2 separate regions of the Mus musculus genome follow, and region 2 is linked to region 1. A link is a contact called in public Hi-C data. All regions are on one chromosome and are shown on one strand. Each heading gives the region's core, a stretch centred on a gene start, on an enhancer-like site or on the middle of the called end of the contact. The rest is flanking DNA. Distances are from core to core; before and after follow the strand shown.

The links. A called contact is a pair of places that touch in the nucleus more often than the background predicts.
Region 2: a Hi-C map of CD4 T cells shows a contact between it and region 1, with 6 times the contacts expected there. The contact joins the promoter of Rhbdd2 here to the promoter of Stx1a in region 1. A contact is called at or near these places in 1 of 39 promoter capture datasets (pre-B cells) and 1 of 484 Hi-C or Micro-C datasets (CD4 T cells).

The regions. Positions count from the first base shown.
Region 1 is chr5:135,022,185-135,024,884 of GRCm38.p6, reverse strand. It overlaps Stx1a (syntaxin 1A (brain)), which reads right to left and starts at 1,403. Exons shown (of 10, transcript NM_016801.4): 1 at 1,275-1,403. The coding sequence starts at 1,304.
Region 2 is chr5:135,631,240-135,633,954 of GRCm38.p6, reverse strand. It overlaps Rhbdd2 (rhomboid domain containing 2), which reads right to left and starts at 1,301. Exons shown (of 4, transcript NM_146002.2): 1 at 1,037-1,301. The coding sequence starts at 1,214.

The DNA.
Region 1 (2,700 bases), core at 154-2,653:
CGGAAACTTGAGGGCAACGACAAGGGGCGGGTGGGGAAGTGTTTAAACACTATATATGACTTGAAAGGCTGTCTGTTTCCTTTGAAATAGATGAGGCACTGGGCATCCAGCCAGGAATAATACAGGTCTGAAGGCATGTGGGGGTCGCTTGCAGGTCAGGAACAGGATGAAGGCTAGACTGGAGAGCATAGATATGGCTGGTATTATGGTAGAGGGATCCAGGCACAGATGGAGAAGCTAGGCAGAAATCACAGCCATTAGGTCAAAAGCCCCAAAACAAAACTTTCTATGAAGGGCTGTAAGTGGGGCACAAGATGAGAGGGATCTAGGACGCCACCCAGCTTGGGGGGACACCCAGAAATCAACGGGTGGGGTTTGCTGAGGAATCAGATATGACAATCTGATGTGGCGCCCTTATTTAACCCTCTCACGGGAGAGCTTAATTTCTGTCCCTCTAGGGTCTGAGGCCAGAGAAGGGCACTCCCCTGTGTTAAAAGTGGGGTCTCATGATTGAAGGATCATGGGCTCTGACTTAGAACCTTTCTACTGCCTTCTACTCATCTCGAAACCCCGCCCTAAGAGCCACACCCCAGAGGCCTCTCTCACACAGGTAGGAAAATAGATCCAGGTCGCAGTTAGACCTGGCAATCCGGGAAGGGTCTGGGAAATGACAGCCTGGGTTGCCTGGAAGCCCAAAGGTGGACCAAGGGTAGATATGGTTGAGTCCTTTAATCCAGAGCAAGCCGGGTATCCCTAAAGCGACCAGGGTGGATCGGGAGCCACAGGTGATGGGAGCCACAGGTGATGGGGAGCCCCAAGAGACGGCTCCCGCAGAGGCCACCCCCACCCGGCGGCCTCGTTTCCGCAGCGCGCCCAAGGATGGGGTTGGGAGGGGAACTCTGGGCAGGGGGGTGGGAAGGAAACGAGAGGTTCAGCCTCCAGGGGACAGTGCAAGGACGGTGACAAGCGGGCGAAGAACGGTCACGATTTTGCATCCCGCCACCGAAACCCCTTAACAGCCCTCCAAATCGCCCCAAACAGGAACGCCCTGAAAAGTTCCTCAAAACCCCAGGTTCTAGCCATCAGTCCCGGTGCTGAAGGGCTCGAGTCCGTGACCAGAAGTAGATCGGAGGGGTGGGACTCCCATGGGGGTTCGAGGGTCCCTCAGCTTTGCAAGGCTCCCTCCGTCCCCTTGTAGGTGCCTCGGTGGCATGCCGGAACAAAGTGGAGAATTACAAGACGCCGGGTGAGCGGCGCACGAGGATCGGACTCACCGTGCGGAGCTCCTGGGTTCGGTCCTTCATGCTCCCGGGAGTGGCAGTAGGCGCCGGCTGCAACCGAGTAAGTCCCGCATGCGCGGATGCCGCCCCGCGGCTGCGCAGCGCCAGCCCGCGCCCCGCCCCAGTCCCTGGGACCCCCAAGCCCAACCCCAGCTGGCCACGCCCATCATGCTTCCACGCCCGGATATATCCCGCCCAGGGCTCCGCCTACGGGGAGCGCAAAGGGGTACAAACCCAGCCCTCGGGACCTGGTTCCTCCCCTCGTCAACTAGTGATCTCTGTCTAGATGCAGCTCCAACTCCTTGGCCCTTCTCTGCCCCAGCCCCCACCTCTGCTCAGCCACCCATTATCTAGATAGACCCTGGATTCTGACTCTTAGAGTCCTTCCTTTCCCCTGGATTTGCTGGAGTGGAACCCTTTCCACTTTGTTCAATGATAGTCTCACTGTGTAGCCCAGGCTAGCCTTGAACACCTGCTCCTACCTCAGCCACAGGAGTACAGGTTTTGCAGACATGAGCCTCAATGCCAGGTTTGAAAATCCCTTCTTGAACCGACCCCCGGCAACCCCCTCCAACCACCCATCCTGTCCTGAGATGGCTGAACAGGTAAAGATGCTTGCCACTAAGCTTAAAGATCTGAGTTCCAGCGGGGTGATGATAGCACATGTCTTTAATCCTAGTAGGCAGATCTCTGAGTTCAAGGCCAGCCTGACCTACAGAGCAAGTTCCAGGACAGCCAAAGGTACGCAGAGAAACTCTGTCTTGAAAAATAACAAACAAACAAACAAACAAACGATTGGAGTTCTAGCCCTGGGCCCCACGTGACTGAAGAAGAGCATTGGATTCTGTAAATTGTCCTCTGACCGCCACATGAGTGAGCTCCGTGCTTCACATATATGCAACCACACGATGGAGGCAGGAGGCACATGGCCAAGTGAATATAAAGTAAAATAAAGCCCTCTCTGTAGTGGTCAATTCTAAACCTTCCCACCTTTCTGAGCACCCCCCTGTCTCCAGACCGGGTTGCTGCCTCTTTACTCTCCCCAGAGTTTCTCAGCTCACCTGTTCGATTCAATTTGACTGCCTTTCTCTTTACACACAATACATACATACATACATACATACATACATACATACATACATACATACACAAACAAATAAATGAAATGTTTAAGATATTTAAAAGGAAAAAAAAAAAAAGCTTGCCACCCCCACCCCTCCATGCCTCCAGCCCGGAGTTCAAATGCCAGGCCTGACGTCTTATTTCCTGTGTGGAAGCTGTAGGCTGTTCAAACCTAGGCCCAGTGGAAAGATCTCAGTGGTCCCTGCAGAGCAACGTGAACGGTATGCTGGTCCCTGTAGAGCAACGTGAAGAGCCTGCCGGTTGGCAGACATGTACCTTTTAGCTTCCTGCCAGCATC
Region 2 (2,715 bases), core at 52-2,551, 610 kb before region 1:
TATGTCCCAAATTGAAATTTTACTGGTAAATATGAAAAAATTCTACATACAACTCTCTAAGATTTAGGTAGCTGACGAGATGGCTCAACAGGCTGAGGTAGGTCCTGCCAATCCCAAAGACCCGAGTTTGATTCCCAGGACCCACATGGGGGAAGAAGAGAAAGACTCCGGTCAGGTTGTCCTCTGACTTTCACAAGAGTGCACACAAGCATATAAATAATGTGTCACATATGTATACCTCTATCTAAAGATGTGGAGATTATATACCCAAAGCCCTAGTTTTAAATCACCATACTAAAAACAAAGTGCGGGGCTCCTATCTCAATATTATGATGTGTTAGCTCTGCGAATCTCTGTATTCAACCTCAATTTCTGGTAAACAGGCAATTTAATATGGCCTGTCATGAAATCACAGCGAGGATTACATGAAATGAACGCGCAGGCCTCTGTTAACGTTAGAAGCAACAGGGATTTCCCAGGAAAGAATGAGGAAGAAACAAAGACTAAGAATCCTGTCTTTTACAAAGGGATGATTACCAGACTTAATTAGTTTGAGAAATTTCTCTCCTCTGAGAAAACAAACACTTTACCAGCTCCTTCTGTGAGCTGGGATTAGGAGTCAGGATTAAGGTAAAGACGCAGCAGAAAATTCTAGAGTCAAGAGGAAAAGCCATCCATTGGGTTGACAGTAGACAATTGTCACGATAAAGGTGAGAAACGTTTGGTTTGTTCCTGTGGGGCTCGGGCCGTCAGCAGATGGGGTTTGTGTTTATAAAACGTGAATGGCTTAGGAAGTGTGTTCACCCTCGAGATCAAAGAATGAATGGATCTGGGGTAACATGGAAGGGGGCGATTGTGGGTAGAGAAGGAGTTGGCGGAAATGATCCGGCTTTGGACAAGACATGCTGGAGCTCCAAGTGGGGAGAATGGTGGTGGGCACGGAGGTCTGGGGTTGGCTGGCAGTGAGGCTGGAGATCAGGGACCGGGGAGTCTGCGGGCTGAGGAAGCGCGCCATCCCCGCCCCGCCTCTTCTCACCTTGCCAGTTGCGCAGGGCCTCGGAGCGCAGAGACAGCCCCGAGGGCGCCAGAGGCGGCTGCAGCAGGAACAGGCGGGGGCCCGACACCAGCAGCGAGAGCAGGGCGGTGAAGAATGTGGCGGAGGGCACCTCGGGACACGAGCACCAGAAGCGACTCGCGGGGCCCGGGGCCGCCATGGCCGCGAGCCCTTCCAGCGTGCGGCCTCGGTACTCCCCGCCTCCCTCCTCAATTTCCGCCTCCTTGCGGCGGTCTCCCCTGGCAACAGCGGAAGACTGGCCTCTCCTCAAGCACCGCCCCATGGGGGGGTGGGGGTGGGGGAAGGCCCAATCCCGTGGAGTCCTCCGCTCTTACCCGCCCAAAGGAGGCCGGGAGTTGTAGTTCCAGCTTACCTACGGGTGTTGTGCGGGCTGCCGCCTCAGGAGTATTCTTGCCTAGACCTCAGCTTCCTTCTTCTTGATTTTTAATTAAAAACAAACAAACAAACAAACAAACAAACAAGCAAAACCAAAAAAACATTTGATTACATCTGTTTGAGTGTGAGAGAGGGGCATGTGCGTGCAACGCGCGTGGAGGGTAGATGAAAACTTAAGGTTGAGTTTATCATCTCCTTCCACCTCTGGGTCCTGGGAATAGAACTTGGGTAATCAGGCTTGGCAGCAGTGCCTTTACCCACTGAGTCATCTCTTTAGCCCTTTTTATTTTTCTTTTTTTCTTTTCTTTTTTTTTTTAGATTTTATTTGCGTTTGGCTCAGTGAGAGAAGGTGTGGAGGTGCACACACAAACACCTTTACTCTCAGCCATCTCAAAGGCTCCCTTTAAAAATTTTAATCAACCTATATTTATTATACCAAGTAATGGTTTCATTATGGCATTTTCTTACATGTGTATAATGTACTTTGATCATATTTTATCGGGGCTCCATTACCCCCTCTTGCCTTCCCATCTTAGTTTCTCTTTTGCTTCCATGTTTCTTTTCTTTTCTCTTCTTTCCTTCTTTCTTCCTTCCTTTCTTTCTTTCTTTCTTTCTTTCTTTCTTTCTTTCTTTCTTTCTTTCTTTTTAAATTTTTGCGACCCAGTGAGTTTCATTAAAGTCGCTTTCAGGAGCAAATGTCTCTCCTCCCAACAGCCATTAACTACTAGTAGATCCTCATTGAGGGAGAGGGGTCTTGAAAAACATTTCTTCCTCTTGCTTTTGGCTTTTACACAAATTTGACTCTGAACTCTGGGTCTCCATCTCCAGAAAGCAGGGATTTTAGATGTGCACCACCTCCCTCAGTTTATGCAGTAATGAGGCTCGAACCCAGGGACTCCAGCATGCTACCAACTGAACTATGCTTTCAGCCGGGTCCTTCTCACTGTAATGGTATGACGTCGTGAGGACCACGGAGCCCTATTCTCCCACAGACTTGTGTTTGTCTCTGTCCTGCCAAAGAGGAAACTGAGTCTATGGGGATCCCTGAGGGATACAGTTCAATAGCAAAGAAAGAATTAAAACTTGGTTCTTCCTGCCTGAATTGGCCAAGAAGACAGAGCCAGCACTTTCTGGAGCTGGACTGGAGATAAAGTAAGAGGAGGCGGGGAAGGAGACAATTGAAGGGACACTAGAGCTACTATACATGCGCTATGAGCGTACGCCATGACGCTTTTGCTAAACTTTGCTTTAGCCTTTTGCAGTTT